2 separate regions of the Mus musculus genome follow, and region 1 is linked to region 2. A link is a contact called in public promoter capture Hi-C data. All regions are on one chromosome and are shown on one strand. Each heading gives the region's core, a stretch centred on a gene start, on an enhancer-like site or on the middle of the called end of the contact. The rest is flanking DNA. Distances are from core to core; before and after follow the strand shown. Region 1 overlaps Gm39485 (a long non-coding RNA gene). Region 2 overlaps Rptor (regulatory associated protein of MTOR, complex 1).

Region 1 (6,482 bases), core at 751-3,250, 150 kb after region 2:
GTGGTTGCAGTAGGGATTGCCACTACCCACATTAACATAACATCCCAGAAGAAAGGGGCTCCTGTTCTCAATCCTTCAAAGATGTGAGAGGGAGGGAGAGAGAGGGAGACAAGTACTTTCTTCTGCCCCGCCCCACCCCTGAGCTCCCTCAGAGCAGCCTTCCTCCCCTCAGAATTTCCTCTAGAAGGTCTAGCAACATACGTGCAAGGTATCCCTCGTTGCTGGCGATCCAGGCCTGCTTGAAAGCAAGCAGGTGTCTGCAGCCCTGACTGGTCAGCACCAACCCCTGAGCTCAGGCCCTATCTCTGGGATTTGCTGTCTTCTTACTGACTCCACAGTATTCCTTCTTGGGCTTGTCTCATATTTTCTGCTACCTGTGTCTGAGCTCTGAGGGCCCCAGGACCACTGGATCCATTGCACAGCCCTCCTGCACCTCCCCCTATAACTCACCTACAGCCTGCCTACATTCTGCCAGTAGCTCACCACATAGTATGTGTGTAACGCACAGCCGCGGCTCCCACTTTATGCTCCCTGGCATCAGCTTACACATGTGAGAGTCACACACCCAGATGACATACTTGTTTAAGACAAGAGCCCAATCTCTCCCAGCTTCACCAGCGTAGCCATAAGCTTCTGGCCTTTGGACCCTGAAATTGGCTTGGGTAGACCTCCCATGACAAGGCTGTCATTCCTGACTTGGGTAGATTGTTGGCCTCAGCTGGGCCATCCAGAGCCCTGTTCTGGTTGTGCCAACGAGGCCTGCAAAGGTGAGCTGCCTTTCGTCTCTTTCCTGCTTTCCAACCCTAGATGGAAGCTGGCCCAGAGAAGCTGGCACAGTCACAAGAGTGACATGAAGGAGGAAAGTGACTCCTGTGTCTGCCAGTTCTTGCTCCCTGGTAAAGGTTGGGAACATCTCAGTGCCAGCAACACACAGGGATCACACTTACACTCCAGCTATCCCAACACCACCTCCCTGATCGATCACTCACTCTCTTGTATCCCCCACTGCAGACTGCCTGTGAGTGGCTCGGCACTGTGTCAGCCCCGCTGCTACCTGGTGTTGCAAAGCTGAAAGCCACGGAAGAGATCCAAGTTAGATTCCCTATAAGAAACTTTCTGGAAATGGGAAAGGAATAGTTCTTGTCACTGTTTTAGGCTGGCCTTCTTTCACTCAGTAGAAGGCTGGCTCAAGGGGAGACAGTGCACAGGCCTTCTCACACCCCACCTGCGGACCCATAGGCAGTCTTCATCCTTTTGCACATCCACCTATTACCCACCTGCAACCTGCCTTGTGGGCAGCTTGCACCTCACCCCTCAGTGCACATTGATTGACAGCTGTGCCCCTTCTTGATAACTAGGTCAGCAGGCCTGCATCTATGGCCTCTGTGTGTTCTCAGGGCTGCTGCAGAAGATGCTGTGCAGAGACCCAGGGATGGGACTCCCCAGCCTCCGTTCCTCCAACCCTTCGGTGATTTTGAGACATGTGGTTCTCAGCACTAAATATCCTTTAGGTGAAATATCCAAGCCAGTAAGGATGCCTCGGTTGGCTCAGTCTAGTTCCAGAAACAGCCTCACACAGAACCCAGCACTGGTTACCCAACGCACCAAAGGCTCTGTGCAGTGTGGATTGAGTTGTTTCCCCCAGAACTCACGCTGATGACCGGAGAGGTGGTTTACACCTGGCTCCTCTAACAGAGAGAGGTGTACCCAGTGGTGGCTCATGACCATCTTTAACTCCAGTTCCAGAAACCAATACCCTATCCTGGTTTTGTGGACACCAGGCACGTGTGTGTGTCACCCCCAACAAAAAGCCTCATGTTGCTGTTTTGGCCTCAGAATGTGTCCTTCTTTGGAACAGGGCCGTTGTAGGTACAGTTGGGTTGAGGCAAGCCTTAATCCAAAGTGATGATTCTTTATAAAGAGGATTTGGACACAGACAGTGGGAGATGCAGTGTGAAGGTGGAAGCAGAGATCGGGTGATGTTCTGCCAGCCAAGCAGCCGAGGGAGGATCACAACATGTCGCCTTCAGAAGCCAGGGAAAGCCTGGTGTGGCCTCCCACAGAGCTTGTAGAGAAATCTGCCCTCTTTATTCCTCTGACTCTTTCAACGATTTTGGTGCTTCTGACCCCAGGGCTCTGTGACAGGACAGATGCTTCCAACCCTGCCTGGTTAAACCCTGGTCACTGCCCGGAATAGTCTTTCTGGAAAGCAGAGTCAGGCAACCAAGGAACAGGCTCAGAGCTGCACCAGGGGAGAGCTTGGGGCTGTGGGGTAGGATGCTGGTGTCTGCCAGCACCAGGAAGATTGCATTTTTAGAATGGCATACAAGGGATTTTAAATTCTCAGTTCAAGGCAGAGTGAGAAAACCAGGAAACACATGGGGCTGCTAGAAGAGGTAACCAAGTTTCCTGTGGCCGGGCTGCTGTGCCTGCAGATCACAAGCAAGCTGTACCCTGCAGGGTGCAGGATTACAGGGCAAACTGAATTCTCAGCCTCTGCAGGTCATCTGTGCAGGAGCTGGAGCAGAAAACCAACGGGAAAGCATCAGGGCAAAGAGACTGAGGGGCTGAGCCTGGCCCCATCACTCCTGAACCCCCAAACCCCTCGGCACAGACACCGTGCTTGCAGGCCATACCTGTGACGGCATCACCCTCAGACCTGACAGAAATGAGAACCAGCTAAGTCCTGTCACAAACATCAGACACACACTCGAGGTTTTGCTTTCTGGCTGGATATCAAGGAGATGGACTCAGGCCACAGAAGCATAGCCCTGGCTCTCTGCATTTGTGCAGCTGGCACACACCCCGAGCCCTGAGCTCCAGCACTGGCTTGCCTATATGTGAAAAGTCCGGGCAGTTTGCTTGTCGAGGTCTGTGCTACAGTGTTTCCACTGAGATGTGTTAGTTCCTTAGCATAACACAAAGGAAAAAACAAACAGGTTGGAAGGGGAGTTCTCTGGAAGAGAGGTGCACTAAAGTCAAGCCCCAGGAGGAAGCCGCTCCGTACCTTGCTTCTCTCCCCAGGGAGCAACTATATTTGTGCCTTTTGCATCTTTAAAACAAAACCTATCAGGACCAACGTAAAGCAGGAGAGGCTGGCGTAGGCTAACTGTTTCGGGAGGCTCTGGCCACAGCAGCAGGAGTGGGAGGCAGAGGGATGGACCATAGAGATATCAGAACCATTAACCCCCAAAGGTCGGTCACTAGTGACCTACTTTTTGCCACCAAGAAGGGAATGCGTGTTCAAACAGTTGAGCCTCCTGGGGCCATGCGTATGACATCATGGCAGCTCACCTTTCCCAAAGGACGCCAGAAGCTTGTCTGTGAGGAACCTTGTAGACCAGAGACGAAGGTGGGAGATGTTGTCATCCAAGTGGGTTCCTGATTCCTCAGGGACCTGGGGTAGGCAGGGTGGGTTCAGTTGCAGGAAAGATGTTAAGCTTTGAGCAGCAGGCAGGACAAACGGGACTGGGCGGGCTCTGCTCACTGTGAATGATTAAGTGCAGAGGGTGATCTTTTTTTTTTTTTAAAAGCCAGCTGGGGCCAACGGGCCAGACACAAAGTATCTCAAGGGCAGGCTTGGGAGATGACCCAGAGGTGAAGCACATGTCCTGCAAGCCTGACCACCTGAATCCAGATCCCCTAAACCCATGTAAAAGCCAGCACAGGAGGCATCGCTAATCCCAGCACCCCAAAGAGAGATGGGCGGAACCAACAGGAAGACTTCTAGAAGCCCAGGAGCAGCTAGCCTGGTGGGCGTAACAAGCAGAAGATGCTGCCTCAAACAAGGTGAAGGAAAGACGACCCAAGGTTGTCCTCTGACCTCTACATGTACATAGTGGCACTTGATGAAAACACACACACACACTCACCTCACAGTTGGGTTGTGTGGTACTTGTCAGGAGGCTCACTCCTGCCCTGCTGACCTCAGCTGTGGTGGCACACCTGGTCAGAGCTGGCACACACCACCATAAGTTCCAGATTCCTTGCTTGTCTTGTGACGGAGATAAAATGGCTGTCAGAGGCAATCTAAAGAAGGATTTCCTGTGGTGAGGCAGAGCAGCCTCATGGCAGCAGGAGCTGAAGAAGGGGAGCCTGCTCACACAATAGTGGATAGTAAGCCAAGATGGAGGACTAGACCAGGTGTAACCTTCAAAGGCAGTCACCAGCACCCTTCCTCCAACCTAGCTCCACTTTCTAAAGTTCCCACACCCTCCCCAAATTGCACAGCTAGGGAGTATTGTGGGGGACACTTCACATGCAAACCATAACTAGTCCTGACTGGCTTCTTTTCCAGGCTATGTGGCCCCTTTTGGCCTGATGACTGAGTTTCAAGAACAAGCATACAGAGGTCCCAGAAAGGAACTTGTCAGCGTCTGTAACCTGGACACATGGTGGTCCTAATAATTCACTTACTCCCTCCTGAGTCAGCTTTGTATAGCTGGGCTCTGGAAAAACTTCGGGTGAGTGCAAGGTTGAGCTCCGTCAGCAGAGGGCGCTGGAACTGCAGGAAGCCCTGGAGGCAGAAGGGGGCTTCCTCTATGTCTCTTTCCGCCTGAGGGAGGGGGGTCAGAATTTCACTCCCTAGCCCCAGACCTCCTTTTGGGGCCCAGCACCCTCTTTTCTCTAGCACTGCAGTTCCCAGTGGACTCTTTTTACAGATCCTCAGCCTTTTTTGCAGAGTGTTGTTTCTGAGTCTTGTGTCCGGCCAGCACCTCTCCCCGGGTAGTCCTGCAGCTATCCTTCAGCCACACGCTTGGCTCCCCGTGGGGGCACAGCGTTCTCCCAGGCACTCAGCAGCTTCCCAAGGTCTCTTTCTTGGCACTTGCTGCTTATGTGTTCCTTGAGTTCCTGCACGCACACGCTTTGGTGGTTGCAGGTCTCTGGCCCTAGTGTCACAGTTTTCTGCACAGGTGACCAGTACAGCTTCTGGCTCTTTCTGAGACGGTGCATGAGTGTCAGCACAGAAGCAGTTCTACGAGACTGCAGTACAGTCCGACCTTGGCGGTGGGCTTGATTATGCTACTGGGCTTCTTGCTGCGGGATGCTGATGACATGTGGGCGTTGCCTAAGGAAGCTGCTTCCCACTGGCTGGTGATGATAAAGGGCCACTTAACATGGAGTCCAAATAGCTGCAGCAGGGTGACCATAGCAGAGGACCCATCACTGCACTGGGGCATTCACAGCAGTCACCAGGTCCTCAGCTGTAAGAAGGACAGTACTCCTTGACCTCTCTGAGGGGTCACTCCTGTCTCACAGCTATAGGACCAACACCACAGCGGTCAGAGCCTTTGCTCTGATGCATACAAGGTGACTGATGACTCAACTTGTACCTGGCCACAGAATTCCTTCCCATAGGTTAGGATCCTGGTTTGGGGTGTAACACAGTGGTAGAGCACTTGCCTAACACAGAGACCCTGGGTCCTGTCCCTAGCACCGGAGGACGTTGATGGAAAGACAGGAACCCTGAACTCTGGAGAGGACTGGACTTATGACATTGGACCTCCCAAATCACATGACCCCTCTCCAACCAGAGGGGCTTGGCCAAGAGAGCTGGAGACCCATGTTAGGGATCTTTTTATGACCCTGCATGTGGCAGGTTCAGAGGAGTCCGCCTTGAGGACCTCCATGGCCACCTTTTGTTGACATGAGGCCTATAGTTAAATCCTAGGGGTCAGGCACATGTGACATGGCAGATGGCTCGGAATGGGTATTGGGACAGTTCCTCTAAAGGACTAAAGCAAGATGGCTGTCATGGCACCGGCACGCAGAATCTCAGCAATCAGAAGCCTGCAGGTAGAGGGTCGAGAGTTTAAGGCCTGCCTGAAATAAAAAGGAACAAACACAAAAGATTTCATGCTCTAAGAACACACAAGGTTTCTGTCCTCTCCCCCTTTCCTGTCCCAGTCCTCTACCAGTGTGTGCTGGGTCACCATTGCTGTGATGAAACACCATGACCAAAAGCAAGCTGGGAAGGAAAGGGTTTATTGTATTTGGCTTACACTTCCACATGGTCTGTCATCAAAGGAAATCAGGACAGGGACTTAGACAGGAGGCAGGAGCTGATGCAGAGGCCATGGAGGGGTGCTGCTTACTAGCTTGCTCCTCATGGCTTGCTCAGCCTTCTCTCTTATAAAGCTCAGGACCACCAGCCCAGGGATGGCACCAGCCACAATGGGCTGGGCCCTCCCAAGTCAGTCACTAAATAAGAAAAATACCTTACAGCTGGATCTTTTTTGTTTGTTTGTTTTTGTTTTTTTCAAGACAGGGTTTCTCTGTATAGCCCTGGCTGTCCTGGAACTCACTTTGTAGACCAGGCTGGCCTCAAACTCAGAAATCTGCCTGCCTCTGCCTCCCAAGTGCTGGGATTAAAGGTGTGAGCCACCATGCCCGGCTCTACAGCTGGATCTTATGGAAGCATTTTCTCAACTGAGATTCCCTCCTTTCAGGTGACTCTGGCTTATATCAAGTTGACGTAAAAT
Region 2 (6,558 bases), core at 467-2,966:
TCATGGTACCAGAAGCTGCTGTGTTTCAGGGAACAGAGGTATTCCAAGTGTTCCTCGGAGCAGCTGGCAGTGGAAGTGGAGTGTTACATGGCAGGGATTGAGGGGAACAGAGAGTACCCAGACTGGCGTACACTGCCAGACCACCCAGAAGAATGAGCCGGTCCACTCCACCAGGCTGCAGAGCTTCAGGGGAGGGAGTCAAGGCCATTGGGTGGGCTTTGTTAGGCTGTAGAGTCACGGGATGACTTCATCACCCAGGACTGAGGGATAGCCCTGAGTGTGCATGTGTGCAATTCCTGGAGAATCGTATTTAAGAACACGATCCAGGTAATGACGAGCGAGTGTGGCCGTCAGTCCTCGGTAGGCATGATCATATCTGTAGTACAAGCAGAAAGCTATTGAGTGACTGTGTGTCAGAGCTGTCAGGGTACTGTGGACCCTACAGAGCTGGCTACATGACCACTTCCACCTCTGCCTTGGAACTCCCCAGCTTTTCAGAGTGCTTTCTGAAAAGAATGGGCCAGGGCACCAGCTCTGTTGTGACACTGCATATCCTGCTGCAGACTAGCTCCCTTATGCAGTTCTCTAGGCAGGTGATTAGATGTGTAAGGAGGGTGAGCAGAAATAGACACAAGCACCCACAGAGCCTGACACTGTGCCTGGACTCACCCATGCCTTCCTTCCTAACACACTGCCTTAGTGCCTCTGCCAGACCTCAGTGCGCCTGCCCTGCACTGCCCTGCACTGATCTCCAACTCCACACGCGCAGGGCTTATGCCTGTAGGTCTGGGCAGCTCTAAGGACTCCACACCCCGCTGCCAAGCAGAGGATGGGCTTGCTCTACCCAAAAAGCATGTCATTGCTTAGGTGCCTGAAATCCTTTTTGGACTGAGGACATAATTAAGTTTAAGTAAGCATTAAGCATTAGTAGGAAGTACAGTAAAAACCAAGTTGACACAACTTCCATAACATGGACTTTAGCACCATTGTGCCGCACGCAGTTGGGGAGAATGGTCCTCATTCACATCTAGTGCCCGAATGCTGTCAGCTCAGCTCTAGCGGGTAGATCTGTAATCTCAGGGAGGTACTGCAATGAGTCTGATAGAAAAGGGAATATATTTTTTCATTTGGTAATTACCCATGTTTTTAGAATTAGGGTTTTTTTTTTCATTGTAAAGTCAGTTTCGTACATTTTAATAAAAACTGAGTATATCTTTTCAGAGAATTAATGAAAAGTACAAAATGAGAGGGAGGGAGTAACCAACATTTTTATCTTCAAAGCACATGTCAGCTTTTCCCCCATCACCTCCCATCCCACTCTCCATGTGTTCACAAACTAGTCTGGGGCTTTAGGGCCTAGCATTGTGAAGATGGTGGTCGGTGAGTTCAGAGTTGCTCTCACAGTATCAGAAGGGTCAGTTCCTGAGTAATCCCAGCTCTGTTGTTTCAGGGACCAGATGTGACAGGTGGGTGTGGCTGGGCTTCACAAATGTTATTTACAAAAATAAGCACTGGCCAGGTGTGATCTTAAGCTGTAGTGTGCCAGTTACTGTTGCAGAAACATGAAACCAGGATTAGGCTGTGAAATGACAGTCACATTGAGGACTGTGAATGGCCTAGGAAAGAAAGCTCAGGACTTTCCCTCCCTCCTTTCCTTAATAATACTGAAAACTACTGTCTTCATTGTATACGGGAGGTTGCTTCAGAATGCCCGTGCTTGGCAATCGGTCCAGATGCAGCTGAGCTCTGTGAATACAGAGTCAGCCGTGTCTGCGGCCGTGTGTGGATGGCTCTTGTTTGATGAAGAAGCACTTGTCAGAAGACATTGTGCAGATTTTTTTTTTTCATTTTTGCCTCAGGAAATTTGCCTCTTTCTTATTTTCAAAACTGACTTCAGTAATTCTTAAGTTAACAGTTGTAATATTCTCTGTAAGTAATTGCCTTGCTTCCCATATATATCAGTATAGTGTAAGCATCCAAAATATATATCGTTTTCCTTTAGCTGTTTCTATTTCTTTGATTGAGTGGCATAATACCATTTTAAATTTATTATGGGCATATGTGTGTGCTGCTGGAAGCTCTGACTCAGAGGTATTCAGTTTGCTTTGAGACCAGCTGTAAAGGAGATTGATGTCTGTCGCACCAGGCAGCATACAGTTCTGCTGTCTATTAATGAAAATGACAGCATTATTTTGGGTTGGAGTGAGGTCAGGAACTCCTCCCTTTCAGTTAAGCCACTGAGTCTCTGGGAGATTAAGTGCTAACTGTGCAGTGTTGAAGATGTTTGCAGGAGCGGCAGCTCTGCTCCCTCCGCCCGGCCCCAGCAGGATGGCCCCAAGCGAACATCCTGTGTAAGGAAGGTGTGGGGCACTTTGCTATCGTGTCTCCTTTCTGCTACTGTGGTAACACTTGATGTTGTCTCTGGAAGGCTACTAGGCTCAGAGTCAGTAGGAGTTGCTTCTGTAAATGCAAGGTTTTATCATTTATAGTATTGAGCCAGAGTCTTTGAAGCTCAGCAGCTTTGCTAGAGGACAGACCTCCTGCCCCACTTCAGGGCTAAGATCTTGTTTAGGTTCTGTGATGTCTGATTAGGAACGACCACTACAGGCTCATCTGCAGTTGGTGGAACTGTTAGGGAAGGATTAGAAGGTGTGGCCTTGTTAGAGGAGAAGTATCACTGTGGGTGGGCTCTGGTTTCAGAAGCTCAGGCCGGTCCCAGTTAGCTCACTTGACCATGCAGTTGTGGATCAGGATATGAGCTCTCAGCTACTGCTCCAGCACCAAAGCCTGCCTGCTTTCACCATGCTCCCTACCAGGCTTATAGTCTCCATTGGCCACGGGTTCCCGGGTTCCTGAAAGGAAACATGGGGTTTTGGATGGGAAAGGCTGCGAGAGAAATAACAAGCCAAGACAAAGGTCTGATCAAGGCCAATGTTTGCTTATGAGTCTGAGCTTATAAAGAGGGGAACCCATCCCCCACTACGCCAGGATCTCCTTGCTTAGTCTGATAGTGTCAGGAAAACAGGTTCAGCCTCTTAGCAGGTAGTAGTGTCTTGGTGGAAAGCTGCAGATGTGGCAGGACAATAGACTCCACCGTAGGTGGGCTAGCCGGCTGTGGCAAGCCAGGTCTGAGCCAGTCTGCTCAAGGCTAGAGGAAGGGCACAATGCTGGTCATGGACTCCAGAAACTTGAACCCCAAATTAAAGAAGTTGCCTTTTATTATGGTCTTTTGGTCACGGCAATTGAGAATTAACTAAGATAGAGTGCATCTTTGTATGTGTGCATGCTTGTGTATGCATTCCTGTGTGTGCACTCATGTGTGCGTGTACCAGAAGCCCTGGTGAGATCCCCTTGGAGCTGGAGTGTCAGGAGGTTGTGAGCCTCCTGACATGGGTGCTGGGGTTGAACTTGGGTCCTCTGGGAAAACATGGTGTCCTCTCTATAGTGGAGCCTTCTCTCCTACCCACTTGTTTAGATTTTTTTGTTTGTTTGTTTATGAGGGTTTTTCTGTATAGCCCTGGCTGCCCTGAACTCCAGGACCAGGATGGCCTCCAACTCACGGAGATCAGCATGCTTCTCAGAGTGCTGAGAGTAATGGCATCAACCACCACTCTCCTGTTTTTGTTAAGATTCAGAGGGGAGGGAGGGAGAGAGAGAGAGAGAGAGAAATTCTTACATGCCAGAGGCTGAGACAGAAGAATTGCTGAGTTTGAGGCCAGCTTAGTTTTATGTAACAAGACCCTGTTTCAAAAAAGAGAGAAAAACAAAACCAAAAACCAGAAGCACAAACGTAGGTTCTTGTCTGGCTCACCTGCCTAAGGCTATTGTCTGGCTCACCTGCCTTACAGAGTTGTACTAGTGCCCTTTGATCTTAGTGCTGAAGAGTCTGACCTTCGGTCTTCCTGTGAAGAATTGGCTTCACCATCTGAAACCAGCTATCTTCTGGTCCCATGCAGATCCCAAACTGCACGATTTTCCATGTACCTACTCAGGATGTTTCTCCCCTGCTCAGCTACACCCTTTGTGTCCCAGGCTCCATTTTCATTCAGTTAAGATGAAAATCACACCACTCTCAGAGAACAGCGTGCTATGGATACCCTGATTTTGGTCATAAGAAAAAGATGTAAACTATTGAGAGTGGCCTTGCCTGCTGACTCCCCAGTGAGTCTGAATGTCACTGGAGTTTAGAAACCACACTACGAGAAGCTGCAGACAGAGACCTTGGAGGCGGCAAGTGTAGAATAGAGGCATGGGCAGTAGAGATAGGCAAGGGCAGGCTGAGGGGGCTTTCTGACTGACTACAGCCATCCCCTCCTTTCCCTGGTTGATTCAACTGCTTCTCTGTGTGGCGCAGAATGAGGTTGGTTGATAGGGAAAGCAGCATTCTGGGTAAAGTTACTCAGAAAACAGAGCTAGGAGAGTGGGAAGATGAATTACCAGTGTAGAGAAAAGGAAGAGGCAAGAAGACAGGTGGGTGAAGACCTCTCCCAAGGAAAGCAGATATGTCACCATGCTAGAGATGTCCAGCTCTGTGATATGAAGCTGAGAATACAGATGGAGGAAGGAAGGACAAAAAAAAAAAGAAAAAAAAGAAAAGAAAAAAAAAGAGAGGAATAGAGTCTAGGAAATGCTCTCAGGTGGCAGAGTGAGCTGTGGCAAGAGTGGGTGGCAATTGATCCTTATGGGACGAAGACATAAAGGTGCAGCCCTCATGAGCTGCAAGACAGAAACATAAAGGCTGAGAAGACAGCGGCAGACGCCAGAGTCCACGCAGAGCCCAGGGTGGCACTGAGCAAGCAAAGCAAAGTGCTTTACTGTGGAAAAGGAGCAAGAGGGCAGGGGAGGACGGCAGCCGCAGCAGTATGACCTGACACAGTCGTAAGCTGAGAGGTGCCACCTACAGTCATTCATGCAGGGGGAGCTGAGTCAGGAGCCCGGTCAGAATGCTCCTGAGAGAAAGTTCCAGCCAAGGGGTGGGGTTAATAATAGGTTAATTACCCAGGTCCATCGCCGCGCACACACAACCATCCATGCAACAAAGAATCCACATTTTTGAGCATGTATGGGCCATTTATCAAATAAACTATGTCTATACTGCAAAGGAGCCATCTATAATAAGTCCAGAGGATCTCCCTTTTTGTCTTGTGATCTCCGACCACACATAGTAGATGGAACTCAGTCATGAGAAGGCAGGGTTTAGAGGAATGCTGGGAGAGACATACCTTGTGCTAACTTTCTCAACCCATGCCTGAAACCCTAGTTTAAAAAATTAATGTGTAAAAATGACCCAGAAAGAAAAGGTTGGGGATTAAAGAAGAAATACTTTGTTTGATTGGTTTTTATTTAGCTTGTTATTGTTGTTAATATTGAGACAGAGCGTTGCCAACCTCAGGAACCTGCAGTCTTGCCTTGGCCTCCTGCATGCTGGGCTACAGCAATGTGCCATCATGTCCTGCAACTTGAAGTAACAAATGTTCAGGCTGAATTCATTGAAAGCACATGAGCAGCAAGTGCAGCTCAGGCTTTAGTGAGAAATGGAGATAGAGAAAAGGTCAGGGAAGGGTGCAGCCAATAACAAAATCTCAGCCAAAGTTCTGAGTGCAGAGCTGCTTAGCACCCCATGCTGCCTCCACAGTAACGAGTTAGGGTTTGCAGCCCGAGGGAGCCTGTCTCCTGGACCTCGTGCTCTCTGAGACTCTGCTCTGCTGACGGTGTCGTAGCACTGTAGCATCTCAGCCTCTGAGTCATCTCCGGGGCCCACTGTTTCTTAAGTGTAACTGAAGGAAAAGTTAAGATTTGGGTAACAATCACAGCTGTGATTTACTGAGCATCGGTTGCACAACTGCACGCCCAGCGTGTGCACAGTATTCCCACAAGCCTGTGAAGGCTGTGCCAACACTAGCTCTTACCTGCAGGCTGCTCCCAAGGGAACTCGTAGGCAGGATTCAGGAACTAGTGCCCGGACTCAGAGCTGACATTCTGACCTCCACCTGTGCTGCTTCTGTGGGTACTGGTGACACCCTCCCTGGTGTCTTTGATACCAGTGACACCCTCCCTGGTGTCTTTGGTACTGGTGACACCCTCCCTGGTGTCTTTTGTACTGGTGACACCCTCCCTGGTGTCTTTGACACCAGTGACACCCTCCCTGGTGTCTTTGATACCAGTGACACCCTCCCTGGTGTCTTTGGTACTGGTGACACCCTCCCTGGTGTCTTTTGTACTGGTGACACCCTCCCTGGTGTCTTTGATACCAGTGACACCCTCCCTGGTGTCTTTGGTACCGGTGACACCCTCCCTGGTGTCTTTTGTACTGGTGACACCCTCCCTGGTGTCTTTGATACCAGTGACACCTTCCCTGGTGTCTTTGGTACCGGTGACACCCTCCCTGGTGTCTTTGGTACTGGTGACACCCTCCCTGGTGTCTTTGCTGGTGTGTTTTCCTGCTGTCATTGCGGTGGTGCTTTGGAAGGAGCCAAGACCTCTGCTTGCTTAATCCATACCTTCATTGAGGGCGTGGGGCCTGTGTAACATGTGAGGCAAACACCATGGTCAGTGGAG

What was found. Promoter capture Hi-C pulls out the DNA fragments that hold promoters and counts their contacts.
Region 1: a contact with region 2 is called in a promoter capture Hi-C map of hippocampal neurons, with 2.1 times the contacts expected there. The contact joins two enhancer-like sites. A contact is called at or near these places in 1 of 39 promoter capture datasets (hippocampal neurons), 7 of 484 Hi-C or Micro-C datasets (the C2C12 cell line, the HL-1 cell line, bone marrow-derived macrophages and 3 more), 3 of 115 datasets of contacts at active chromatin or transcription factors (bone marrow-derived dendritic cells, embryonic stem cells and pancreatic cancer cells) and 1 of 9 other capture datasets (adipose tissue).

What each region holds. Positions count from the first base shown.
Region 1 is chr11:119,905,146-119,911,627 of GRCm38.p6, forward strand. Gm39485 (a long non-coding RNA gene) reads right to left here. Exons shown (of 3, transcript XR_003949830.1): 2 at 3,873-5,823; 3 at 1,551-3,397. Among named protein-coding and RNA genes, the nearest start is that of Chmp6, 5.4 kb to the right of the region's middle. Within about 2 kb of position 2,001, at least 11 of the 459 cell types and tissues checked have an H3K27ac peak or open chromatin away from gene starts, as enhancers often do. A contact at or near this core is called in hippocampal neurons, where this site is marked.
Region 2 is chr11:119,757,400-119,763,957 of GRCm38.p6, forward strand. The region is part of intron 6 of Rptor (regulatory associated protein of MTOR, complex 1); the gene reads left to right. Among named protein-coding and RNA genes, the nearest start is that of Rptoros, 74 kb to the right of the region's middle. Within about 2 kb of position 1,717, at least 23 of the 459 cell types and tissues checked have an H3K27ac peak or open chromatin away from gene starts, as enhancers often do. A contact at or near this core is called in hippocampal neurons, where this site is marked.